Regions from separate parts of the Gossypium hirsutum genome. Here region 1 is linked to region 2. The links are chromatin contacts, called in public Hi-C maps. All regions are on one chromosome and are shown on one strand. Each heading gives the region's core, a stretch centred on a gene start, on an enhancer-like site or on the middle of the called end of the contact. The rest is flanking DNA. Distances are from core to core; before and after follow the strand shown.

Region 1 (7,379 bases), core at 2,807-5,306, 55 kb after region 2:
CTGATGTAGCCTCGTAATTCCTGTATAGGATATTCCCACATACAAGGATAGGATTTTCCCCTCATATAACCAGCCAGTGTGAAAACTGCTAGAGGAAGTCCATCACATTCCCTCACAGCAAGATTCATTAATGATTCTAAAGTTGGATTGGACAACATGTCTTGTCCAACTTTGCTTAAGAATAAGTTCATGGCTTCCTCCATAGAAAAACAAGGAACTTTAACTTTCTTAAATCCCATTGATTCAACAACCCTTTCTGAACGTGTGGTCAACACTAATTTGCATCCATTATTTGTTGTTGGCTCAAGGATTCCAACATCCTCAAGGGAAAAGCTTCTCCATACATCATCCAATATTAGCACATACCTCATTTGTCCTCTCAACATTTCTGACAATTTCCCTGCACGGACGATTGTACTTTTGTCATCTGACAAGTTTCTCTCCAATTGAGAAGCGATGTCCTTTTGCAGCTTTCGAATATCGAAGACTTGAGATACAGTTACCCAAATCAATGTTCTATTTGTTCTTCTTTCTGAGTTATTATTCCATTTGTTGTTGCAGTAAGAGTTAAAGATAGGAAAATGGAATAAGACAAGCAGAGTAAAGTCAACAAACAATATTTGATTCGCTTAAACCTATTCTATTATGTTATAATGGATAATTACAGCCTCTAAGTAGAGCTCAAAATGTTAAAATTACTCTTCTCAATAACTTTATTTATGTTCAATAGAAACTATCAAATAAAAACCTAAAAAGAGAATCGAAAATATATTGAGAACACAATACAAAAATGACACTTACACTATATTTGGTTGGGGAAATGGAATAGCATTCTCCTTGTTCATTGAATGGTAAACCATTCATTTGTTTGGTTGAACATAATATTCATTCAATTGAATGATTATTATTCTTCTATTACTTGTCTTTCCGTAATAGCTATTTTTTTATTTTATCAAAAATGACTATTCCATGCAACATTGAATAACAAAAAAAAAAGCTTTAGATTAATCCTTTAAAACTTGGACTTAGAAAATATAAAAAATAAAATATTTTTTAAATTTAAAATAAAATATTTTAATATAATTTAATATAAAAATAATTATATTAAAAATATTATTAAATTATATTTAATAATAATTATATTAAAATATGATTAATAAATAATCCTATTAAAATGTAATAACAACAACAATAATTAATTACCTACAAAAAAATTCTATTAAGGGTATTCTGGTCATTTTAAGTTTTTTTTCTTATGCTATTACAATAGTCCATTCAACAAACAAAAGAATACTATCACAATTCTATTCCATTCCATTCAACTAAACAGTTGAATTATTGATTAAAGCTGATCTATTCCATTACAACGAACCAAATGTAGTGCTAGGCTTTATTTGATAAACCATTGAAAATTAATTTTTTATGCATGTTTGATAATCCAAAATTAAAATTTTTTTGATAGAATATTTTCTATAAAAAAAGTATGGAAAATAATAAGTAGATAAGAGTAACTTATCACTTAATAGAGAATATTTTCAATTATTTCAATTTTACTTTATATTTATTTTAATGGTATATTATCTTATAAAAACTTTATATTTAAAATTTTAATTTTTGTTTAGAATAAGGTGAAATGTTTAAAAAAATAAAGATAAAATGTAGAATATAAATTTTTTATAATTTAAAATCTATATTTATCAAACAGTCTAACTATATTTCGTAATTAATTTTAAGTAGTATATCAAATAAAATTTATAACCTAAATTCAGTACTTAAATTTTCAACACTTGATTTTTTTTAATTTATCAAACAACACCTTAAAATGCACCATTCAATATGCGACACAAGCAGCCTATTTATAAGCCTCACCTTTGATCATCAAAACCAAATTTGAGATATACATCTCATTCAAATTTAAGTTAAAAATATCTCGCCGGTTGAGTCTTAATTCGATTAACATAAGCATTGCTATCAATGTAAAAGGACGTGAGTTTGGGTATATTGTATGTTCACTAGCTTAAAGTTTTTTAATTTTTTATTATATTATGTATATTCATTTTACAGTTCCTATTCAGAGTTTATAACTGCTCCTTTCAACAATATCATCTTATTGGGAATGAATTTTTTTTTAATTCAGTACAATTTTGAAAAAGAAAGAAAGAAAGTATTGGAACTAATTTATTTGAATAGAGAATATAAATGATATAATTAAGATGTGTGATCTTATCAATTATTTTAGTTTAACAAATTTGACCCGATTGATGCACAAATAAAGTAATAAATAATTTGTATTTAAATTTTTAATTAACATTAATTTTGAATTTAAATTTTATTATAGAATAGAAAAGTAGTAATATTTTTTATTATTCAAAAATCTAACTCTACTCATTCAAACCACATACACCTTTTATTACAAATATTTTTTCAGAATTTGGATTTTTCTGTTTGCATATACCTAAACCCAACGAATATTTTTCAAAGTTTAAGCTTTTAGAATGTAGCTTTAAGGCATCATCAACTCAACTTGATTCACAGTGTGAAATTATGGTGGATTGGTTGACCAAACTTGGGCTTGAAATCCTTGAATAAGGCCCCCATTTATAATTGGTCTAAGCCTACGGGCCTAGTAAGCCACTCATCCTAAATGAGTATAAAATTTGTTCTGTAATTCTTTACTTGATAAAAATTGATAAAAGTATCATACGTTTTGTATTAGAAGTTAAAATGTATTTTGTTCCCTCAAATAAATTAGTAAATTAATCTTTATACATTAGATCAAAGAGTAAATTAGTAATTTTTATTAAAAATTTCATTTATTTGTACTGTTAAAAACAAGCGTGCATAACCAAATAACCAGACAATGACACATGGCGTGCCACATGCACGTCATGTTGACATATAGAGACCAATTTTTAAAAGTAAAAATAGATGAGCTTTATAACAAAAATGACTAAGTTGCTCTTTAATCTAATGTACAAATACTAATTTACTATTTTTTTAATAGAAGGGGCAAAATACAACCTAACTCCTATTACAAGGGTCTCCATGGTACTTAGAATTATTAACATTTGAGTATATTTCTTAGATGTAAGTTAACATGAAATGCTTGATGGATTGAAAATCAATCAAATCCTTATTATACTTGCATTTGGTTCACATTATGTAACATTCCACAAGAAATCTCACATTTCTAAACAATATCGAAATATAAAGTATAATCTTAATACTTTACATTCTTTAAGCTATTTCAGATTACAGGTGGAATTAAAAAATTTGGATAAATTTACCCTTTTTTTATTATTTCAAACAATTTCATTCTTTTTTCTTAAATAAAATTTAAGTCTAATTAAAAACAAAACCCTCTCTTTCTCTTAACAATGAAACCATAGATGTTTTTTTTAAAAAATTATAATTATTATATGTACTATTAGTATGTTAATTATGATCAATAAATTATGGTTAGTGATATAATTACTTTTCTTAATTATTGTAATTATTATTTATAAAATTATTTCAAAATATAAGATGTAATAAAAATAAGACTTACCATAATTTAATGAAAAATAAGACTAAAAAAGTATTAAAGGAATTAAATTTAATGTTATAAAAACAAATTCTATAACAACAATTTAGTAAAATATTTTTTTAGGTAATATTATACTCCGTCAACCAAACATTAAAATATTACATTCCAACTGAGTGAACCAAATAAGGTAATATAACATAATCGATATTCCATACTATAATCTTACATTCTCGTAATTTTATTATTAAAGGTAATTTACATTCTTTAAATTAAACACACTCCTAAGAGGAAGGGCGAAATAAAGAATTTGATATGAAAGGATCGGAATAAAATTATAGAATTTTGGAGGCAAAACTAAATTTTTTTGTTTTGAAAATTGAAAAATTAATGATTGGGAGGGCCAAACTATTATCAACACAAGGTTATCATCATTATATAAATTACCATAAGGTTTCTTATCCTTCCCGGCCGATGAGGAATCGAAGCACGTTGTCTTATCTATCTTTGACACTTGGCGTAACATCATGTTAGTTCCTCAGCCTTCACAATCACACTAGAGTTTGTGAACTCAGCTTAACCATACTTGAATTTCAGATATGAACAACATATATTTTAAAGTTTCTTGAAACATATTAAAAAAAAATAAAGAATCAAAGCAAGATAGATCCAAATGGTCAATGACTTGTTCCAATTTGCTACACATGAGGAAGATGCCAAAAGATGCATGGCCCAGTAATTAAAACCCTCATTCCTCCATATACCAATCAATTAGAGTCTAATATAAGTATATTCTGAAAGCATATGCTTTTTCATGTGAATTATTCCTCAGAATATGCTTTTTATTGAAGTGTGGATGATGTTAGCAAAGACTTGCAGGTTTGGACCAAAATGGATAATCCTACATTATCAACATATTCTCTTGATTTTACATGCAAGATTGGATATGTTCTTTTTCTTTTCATGAAAATGCATTATTGAATGTGTTTGTTTATGGTCATCTAAGCCATTTTTCATCTCGCCAATTCTTTGTTCAAGCAGTTTTTGGATAATCGAACCGATAGAATACACCCGCAGAAATGATGTTTAGATGACCATCAACAAACAACTTCATCTTATTGCATCAAGTGTTCAAGATTTAAGGTTTTGTTACGGTTTAAAACCACCTTTTCCAATCAACATTCTTTCCATCTCTACAAAAGTTTCGAGTGCCAAATCTTTCCATAAAGGTGAAATCAAGAATTTTATGTTGGGGGTCGGAATATAAAGGAGACGAATGGGATGGAGTTAGAAGTGACTGGAGATTCAAATCGAAACTGTAATGGGATGAGCTATTTTGCGGTTGTTATTCTCTTTGGTCAACTGTTTTACACTTGCGATAAACACGACACGAAAGAAAACATGTCATGATTGCCGAAGAACTTGGTTTCAGAGAAGCAATTCAGAACTGAAAAAAAGGGTAAGATTCTTTTGTTCTTCATGGAGTGAAACTCCCAGCTACTTGTCTTAGCTCTTTGATATTATCTTAGGCTTTCCAATGTTTCCTTTTGTCGGAACTTCCAATGCTTTGTTTGTTCAAACTGAAGATGGATTAAGTGTCATCAGTTGAAGTATATCAATCTATCTATCTGTCTATCTATATATATGTATATAATCAACTTTAATGGCAATCAATTTGGAAGCAAGAATAGCAATGGTCCAAAGGATACATATGATTTATGTTTCCGCCATGGTGGGAAAGTTTTTGTCTTGTGAAAGTCAATAATATTGTTTAGGAGCACTCAAAAAAGTTACAAAATTTTAGGGGACAAAGCTAAAATATTACCTTCAAAAATTTAAAATTTACTATTTTAGGTATCAAAGATAAAAAATAGTTAAATAGAATTATTAATTTTTTAGAAAGGTTAAAATATAAATTTTCCGTTTAATTAACAGCTATAATTTTTTAAAAAAGGCAAAGCAATTTTTATTAATTTTTAAAATTTAAATTGCAGAGAAGTTGATTTCTAAATTAGCAATTTAATTAAAGATTTTAACTGCATTACTTATTTGGTTAGTATAATAAATTTATAATTAACCCGTACAAACGAGAATAATATGTACAGAGAAAAAATTAAACATGGTTTTTGGAACTAGCTAGATCGATAACGGTCAGGATATCGGTTCGTGGTTGGAAATAAGAGGTTAAATCAATTGGTTCGTAAATCAATATGGACCGGATTAAAAAATAAGTTTGAATGTATAATTAAATCAATTGAATTAAATTTTTAATATATTTTTTTCATTTTTATGAATTTTTAATCAAATTAGATGAATCGATTTAACTAAAGAACAAATAATCTAACTAATTCAACCATTAATCTAATTTTCTAGAATATATATTTAAAAATTTAAGATTTTTTTTACAATTTTCTAAAACTTAAATACCTATTTTAATTTATACAAAATTTTTAATTTTTATATATTATTTTGAAATTTATATTTATATTCTAGATTTTTATAAAATAATATGGGTAAACTACAAAAATAGTCACTTTTATTTGCCTTAGATTACATTTTAGTCACTTTAAGTTTGAATGTTACGTTTTAGTCACTTACGTTATCGTTTTGTTACAAAGTAGTCATTCAACAGTTAAACTTCGTTGCCTCCCTAACGGCAGTCCTACGTGGTAGTCCAAATAGGTTTTAAATGCCAACTTAGATGTCCATTTGTTGGGATGGAAATAAGTTTTTAATTAAATAAATTAAATTTGAACTGCCAAGTAAGACATCCAAGTTAACATTTAAAACTCATTTGGACTGCCACGTAGAATAGCATTTAGGGAGGTAATAGAGCTTAATGGTAGAGTGGTCACTTCATAACAAAATGATAATGTAAGTGACTAAAACGTAACATTTCAAACATAAGTGACTAAAATGTCATCCGAGACAAACAAAATTGACTATTTTTATAATTTACCCAAAAAATATTTAATGTGTATACTTGAAACTCTAATTGTATACATGAAATTTAATTTGGTATAATTACACACATAAAACTCTAATTGGGGTCCAAGTGTATACTTGAAACTTTAATTTTGATTTAATCATACACATTTAAAGAAATAATACATTAATTTATTTTTATATTGGATAAATATATTATTTATGTATGCAATATAAAAACATAAAATGATGTTATATCAATAATTATTTTAATAATTTACAAGAATTGGATCAAATTAAAATTTATATATACAATTATACATTAAATCTTAATTCATGTATAATTTTAGGATTTATCCCTTATACATCCCATCCATACTTTATTTTTATTGCAAAGTTGCTTCAATTCTACTCTCTCAACAAAAACAATGCCTTTAATTTGGGGAAGAAAAATATTAATTATATTAGTAGAGCTTTTAGACTTTACAAGTAGAAGTAATGATTGATAAGTGTTATATAGAGATATTAATAAATATTAAAAAAAGAAATATTTTAAAAAAATAAATAACTATTTTTTAAAACTGTTTATGGAATAAAAAAAGAGAGTACATTGTTAATATATTAGATACTAAAGTATAAATGCATCACCAAAATTAAAATTAAACCTTTTAAGAGCCAAATATGAAAGACTTATAAAATAACCTCTTTGGATATCGACCTGTATAAACAACGGAATAGAAAAAGTAAAAAAGATCGAACACAAATATTACGTGAAAAATTCCTCCGAACAGGATAAAAACCACGGACAAAAGAGGCTTCACTAATTCGACAAACCATTGAAGAGTACAAGATAAAAAAAAATCAAAACCAAAACAATAAAACCCAAATAATCACTAAAAGAAGAGTACAAGATGCAAATACAAGATAGTTG
Region 2 (6,552 bases), core at 3,034-5,533:
GGTTATTGGATGGTCGTTTTAAGTTTCGAAATTCTTCTACATTGTTCTTACTTCAAAATTATAGCAGGTGCGTATTGGATGTAACACCTCGGATTTTGGGTTAGAAGATTTAAGGTTTGAAGTAACCTGTGAGTAGGTCAAACAGTTGGGTTAGTTTTCACGTTTTAGTATCAAAATGGGCTTGCTAGTTTGGTGGTGAGTTGAGTGTTAGTGTACCTTTGGGTCTCGGTTCAAGTTCTCGTGAGTGTTTTAGAGGAATCAATTTTATTTTTATTAAAGTTTCAATACTTATTTGTTTTTTATTTAATTTTTATTTTTATTTTGTTGGTATCTGAAATAGGGAGTTATCTCAAAAATCTTTTCACGTTCCTCCTCCCTTCCTTTTTCACACATTTTTTTCTCCTCTTTCTCTCTCAATTTTTTTTGGCACGATCACTTTTCTTTCGTTTCTTTCTTGGATTTTTCTTGCCGCTTCTATTTTTGGCATTCTCATTTTTTTCGTCTGTCAAGGGAGGTCGTATTCATGCACTTCGACTAATCACATTTTGAATCAGGTTTTTGAATCTGTTTGGAGGAGTGAATTGAATGATTCTGGTGTTTGCTATCGCGTTTAAGGTGTGTGTTCGGAAACTCATCAATTTCGTTATTGAATTTCTAACTTGATTCCGTAAAATTTGGCATATTTTGTGTGCTTTTGAAATTGACCAATCGAAGTGTCATTTGTTGTGTAATTGCTTGAAATTGTGTGTATTTTTAGTGTATTATGGGTTATTGAAGGTTGGGGATCATTTCGACAGCAATTACATGATCTGTAGCCTATGTCGGTGTGGTTTTGTGACCACACAGGCATGTTCTGCACACGGGCAGTTCCCACTGTTGTGTGAAATTAGGAATTAGGGCTATTGGGAAATTTTTGGTGCCACATGGCCGTGTGGCTATGATTTTGAGATTTTTTCAATTTTCACATGGGCGTGTGCCTTAGTCACACTGTCGTGTCCCTTAGCCACACGGGTGTGTGTGATTTTCATACGGCCGTGTATGCTCTGCATATAATTTTGTCACTTTTGGACAGTGAGTTACACATGCTACACACATGGGCGTATGTCCCATTCACACAGGCATGTGTAACTTCTACATGGGCATGTGTAACTTCCACATGGGCATGTGTAACTTCCATATGGGTGTGTAGACCCCCATATGGCTTGGGCTTTTCCACACGGCCGGGGCATACGACTGTGTGTCCCTGTTTCATAAATTTTTATTCTGAATCACTTTTTGACATGTTTGAGTTTCTATGTGTTTTGACCATCGGCTAGGTCTTAGTAAGGGTGGTTGAGACTCTGTTTTAGCCCAAACTTATGTGTTATTCGTATTCGTAGCACTAATTTAATGGTTTGTTTAAGTGTTAAGTAGCATTACAACTGGTTCTAAATTTGATCGACTGATTAAGTGCACCTCTGATTTTGTTTGACTGATGTATGACAATTTGTAAGTTGTGTACATTGTTTCTGTGAGTCTGTTAGTGGTCTGTTCGCATGCATACATCTGCATAAAATTCTAGGTTTGGTTGCGAAAGAGAAGGAAGTATGATCTGATTTGGCAGTTTCAACTGCAATACATTTGTATATTGGTTTACTGCACTATACTATACATATGTCAGCTCAGCTGCGTATTGTAATTTGAGTGGCTTAGTTCCATGTATATGGTGTGTAAGGTGGATGGGCCTTTCAAGGTCCTATGTGGTGTGCATGGTTGGTTGGGCTTGATTAGCTCATATGTGGTGTGCAGGGTGGTTGAAGAGGTGTTCGGTTGGTGGGCTGGGTTTTTGACTTGTTGCATTTATACGCATATGATTATATGTCTTATTACATGTAACTGATTGTACGAGTATTGATGTTAGTGATATGATACTTAGGAATGATGTGTTTATGATGATACGTGTTTTGGTGTGTTTTACTATCGACTTATTGATGGGTTTTTCGGTTGATTTGTGTTCATATTCTGTTTCTGGAGTATTTGTCTTATTGTTTCGCTTTTCGTCGTTTGTTGTGTTTCAGACTTATACTAAGCTCGTGTAGCTCACCCCTTAGTTTTCCCCATTCAGGTACTTTCGTATTCTGACGCTGGACTCGACATATCGGAGGTCTCGGATTGATGCGTTATAAATCAGGCTAATAAAATCTTTTTTTGAATACTTTGATTTGTAAATTATTTTGGACTGTAAAACTCTATAGGGACTATGATACATTTCTAATTTGAGTTTTCGTAAATTGTTTTCTTTGGTCTGAAATCTAGAACCTACAGAACTTATTTTTGAATGCTTTTGACGTAATAAAAAAATTTTCTGTTTTGAATCCTAAAGGGCTAAACTGTTTAGTTTGAATCAAGCAAACTGCATTTGAAATGAGATTTTGATAATTCGTTTTATCTAAGCTCCATGTAACCTCGGTGATCCATGTAACCTCCAGGGTTTGGTCTAAGCTTCTAGGACAAGTTTTGGGGTGTTACACAGGAAAACTCGAGTTTTTACAAATTTCAGACATCGAAAAATATGACTGTCTGTGCCACACGGTCGTGTGCCAGGCCATGTGTTGGTCGTGCAATACACTGTTTACCAAATATGAGCCACACGACCAAGGGACACAGGCGCGTGTCTAGGCCGTGTGTCGGCATGTTAGTGCAAGGTGTACACATGCCAAAGACAAGGTCATGTTTCTAGGCCGTATATCTCACTGAGTAAAAGATAAGGATCACACGGGCCAGAGACATAGGCGTGTGTCCAGGCCGTATGACTCACTGTTTGTGATTTAGAACCATACGGACAAACAACACGGACATGTGTCAGGCCATTTAAGAGACACGACTGGGCACACGAGCATGTGGTGCCACACGGGCGTGTAGGTCAGATTTGTAATTCATCTTTAAGGCCGTGAGCATTGTTTAATGCAAACGTAGGCCCTCCATAGTATACTTATGATCTAAATTAGATCGTATGAGTGCTACTTGAAAATCTGAGACTGAGATATTGATTACGCAAATGTATATTGACTATGATGCCTGTTGATGATATTGATCTGTACCACCTAACTATGAATTGAATCTGAACGACTATGTGTACATTTTTTACATCTATAACTGCATTTGCATTGGGTGAGAATTATGTAAAGAAGGAAGTGATTTATTTTGATTCAATGGCTAAGCCACGACTTATATGTGAATTTGTTGTGTATTCGCCTATTGATCTGGTAGTTAACCTACAAATATTCTAGAAAGTGTTGTATCGACACTAAGTGGTGTGTAGGGATGAATCGATATTTAATACCCTATATCGTGTGTTAGGATGGTCGAAGATAGTGGGTAGCGAATAGGGGTAGGAATGACTGCATCTGTTTCTGATATGTTCTGTATCTGAATTAGAATTGTTCTGCCATATAACTGATACGTTAAATCTGTACTGAATACTCTCTGATTCCGATTGGACTTGAGATCCAAGAATTTATTATTATAAATGTGCTTTAGTTGAATCTATTCCTATTATACTTGGAGTTCACAACTCATTTGTTGTTAACTGATTTTCAGGTAATTCACAGTCTTGATCGAGTTGGGGTGACGGAAGCTCGGTCAATCTGCTTTATCACCCCGTTATTATAGTGTTAAACGTTTCAATACTCCTTAGTAGTACAACTTCTAGATTGTTGAATGATCGATTGATTTCTTTTTATTACTGTTATTAATTGTCGAATAGTTTTATGTTATTTTTGTTTATAAGAAGGTGGGTTTTACTAGTGGCGTCAATATAACTTTCCAGACTTGACCTTTGAAGCTTAGACCGGGTGTGGGGTGTTACAATATTTTATATAATTTATCATAATAATTCAGTTTTTAAAAATATAAATGGTTTATATCATTTTTATTTATTTATTTCTTGTGTGAAATATTATAATTTTATATAAAATGTTACGCATTAATTTTCTTTTTTGAAATTAAACGTTACACATTAATAATTCGTTTAAAGTATATATTTATATATTATGACCATTTAATTTTCATAATGACATGCTTTAGTTATGTTAAATTTCTTGTGTCATGATTTACACGGTAACTCATTTAGCTGAATTTACACAGTTACAAGCTTTTTAAATGTTCAGTATATTAATTGTAGTTTTGATCATTTATATTATTTATAAAGTTTTAAGGCATCATCAACTCAACATAGTTTTGATTCACAGTGTGAAATTATAGTGGATTAGTTGACCAAACTTGGGCTTGAAATCCTTGAATAAGGCCCCCATTTATAAATGGTCTAAGCCCACGGGCCTAGTAAGTCACTCCGCCAATGATAGATCCTACAAGAGTATAAAAATTGTTTTGTAATTCTTTAATTGAAAAAATCTGGTAAAAGTATCCTAGAGGTATGTATTAGGAGTCAAATTGTATGTTTTCCTCTCTATTTAAACAAATTAGATGAAATAGTAAATTAGTCATTTTTGTTAAAAATTTTACATACTTGTGTTGTAAAAACTAGCGTGCCTAACCAAATAATTATACAATGACACGTGGCATGCCACATGCACATGCACATCATGTTGAGATATAGAGATCAGTTTTTAAAAGTATAAATAGATGAATTTTTTAATAGAAATAACGAATTTATTTTTTGATCTAATGTACACAAATACTAATTTGTCCATTTTTTAAATAGAGGAGATAAAATGTAACCTAACTCCTACTACAAGGGCTTTTATGATACTTTTATCATAAAACTCTTTTATTAGAATTATTAACATTTGAGTATGTTTCTTAGATGTAAGTTAACATGAAATGCTTGATTGATTGTAAATCAATCAAATCCTTATTATATTTGCATTTTGTTCACATTATATAACATTCCACCCGCAATCTCACATTTTCAAACAATACCATAATGTTGAAATAGAGAGTATAAATTCAATACCATACATTTTTTTAGGTTATTTCAAATTACGGGCAAAACTAAAAAATTTGAATAAATTTTCTATTTATTTTTATTATTTCAAATAATTTCGTATTTGAAAAAAAAATTTCAAGTACAATTAAAAACAAAAATCTCCCTTTCTGTTAATAATGAAACCATAGATGTATTTAAAATTATAATTATTATATGCACTAAGAATTTATTTATTGGTATGTTAATTATAATTATAATTATGATCACTAAATTATGGCTAGTGAAGCAATTATTTTTCATGATTATTGTAATTACGATTTATAAAATTATTTCAACACTTATTGAAATATAAGTAGTAATAAATTATTATGGTTAATATGTTATATAAACACTTAAAAGAAAGAGAGGAAAAATTCTGCAAATGTATGATAAAATATTTGCTTACACGGTTATAGTTTTAAACAGACGTCATCAAACATCTTCACCAAATCTCTTTCAAGGGTCGAACAACGTTCTTAATATTGAAATTAGGGTGCTCCCACTCCACTGCTTCCCACCAATCTATTGGATACACTTGGATTCTCTGGAGAGAATTAGAAGGAGATAGTTTTCCTTCATCATCAATCTCAAGCTGTGGAAGATATAGAGGAATCCGCTTTAGCTTTGGACAATAACTTATTGTAATGGATTGGAGAGAATCACAACCCATTACTCCATTTTCACTACAAATGCGCTGCAATTGTACCAGTTTCCCCAATCTTTTTTTCTCGGATTCTGTTATTATTTCTTCCAATTCACTGCAATACCTAACATCCATCACTTCCAGGTTGCTTAGAACCCAATCAGCTGAAAACAATTTCTTAATTTTGTCGCAATTCCATAGAGTGATCTCTTTGAGGGAGGAAAATCTGTCGACTGATGATTCTCCAGCTCCAACTTCAACTATGACTTTCAAATTCTCTAACTCAATTAGATCCAGAGACTCGAGTTTTGAAGCTGATCACAGTGGGATGAAATTACAGATTCCAACTCACTACAACCACGAAGTTCACATTTTTTCAAATCAGTTGCATCCCTCAATCCAATATCGTTTATACTTCTCACACCCCTGCACTCTAGTACACTTAATTCCTTGATGCCGTATGGAAGTATAATTTCATCTCCAACATCAGTTTTAATCCCTTTAAATCTAACAACATTACTAAATACCAGGGGACGAACAGAGGTGATTTCAGAAACCAAATGGAGAGTTTATAAAGCGTTTTTCTCTTACTTGCAAACGTGTTCAAGCCACACACGTTATGGAACCAGTCCTCAAAAACCTCCAACTTATTCAATTCCCTCAACTCTTCTGCGCTTTCCAATTTAAAATGAACTGCCCAATACTGAAGCCGGCATAGTTTTGAGAGTGTTCCAGTAGGAATCCCCGTTAGACGAATGGTACGTTTAAGATTGAGATATCTAAGATTCACCAACATTTCCAAACCTTGAGGGATTTTCTCGATTCCACTGCCTCCAAGATCCAATTTCTTCAAAGCTTGAAGTTTCGATAAACAAGGCAAACTCCTTAAATTCCAACATCCTCTAAGTAACAATACTGTTTCTCCAAACTAGAAATAGAATTA

The links. A called contact is a pair of places that touch in the nucleus more often than the background predicts.
Region 1: a contact with region 2 is called in a Hi-C map of leaf, with 2.8 times the contacts expected there. The contact joins two enhancer-like sites. A contact is called at or near these places in 5 of 34 Hi-C or Micro-C datasets (callus and leaf).

The regions. Positions count from the first base shown.
Region 1 is chrA10:110,798,900-110,806,278 of Gossypium_hirsutum_v2.1, forward strand. It overlaps the pseudogene LOC121208099. Among protein-coding and RNA genes, the nearest start is that of LOC107934532, 18 kb to the left of the region's middle. Within about 2 kb of position 4,057, at least 8 of the 9 cell types and tissues checked have an H3K27ac peak or open chromatin away from gene starts, as enhancers often do. A contact at or near this core is called in leaf, where this site is marked.
Region 2 is chrA10:110,743,923-110,750,474 of Gossypium_hirsutum_v2.1, forward strand. It overlaps the pseudogene LOC107934540. Among protein-coding and RNA genes, the nearest start is that of LOC107950327, 18 kb to the right of the region's middle. Within about 2 kb of position 4,284, at least 8 of the 9 cell types and tissues checked have an H3K27ac peak or open chromatin away from gene starts, as enhancers often do. A contact at or near this core is called in leaf, where this site is marked.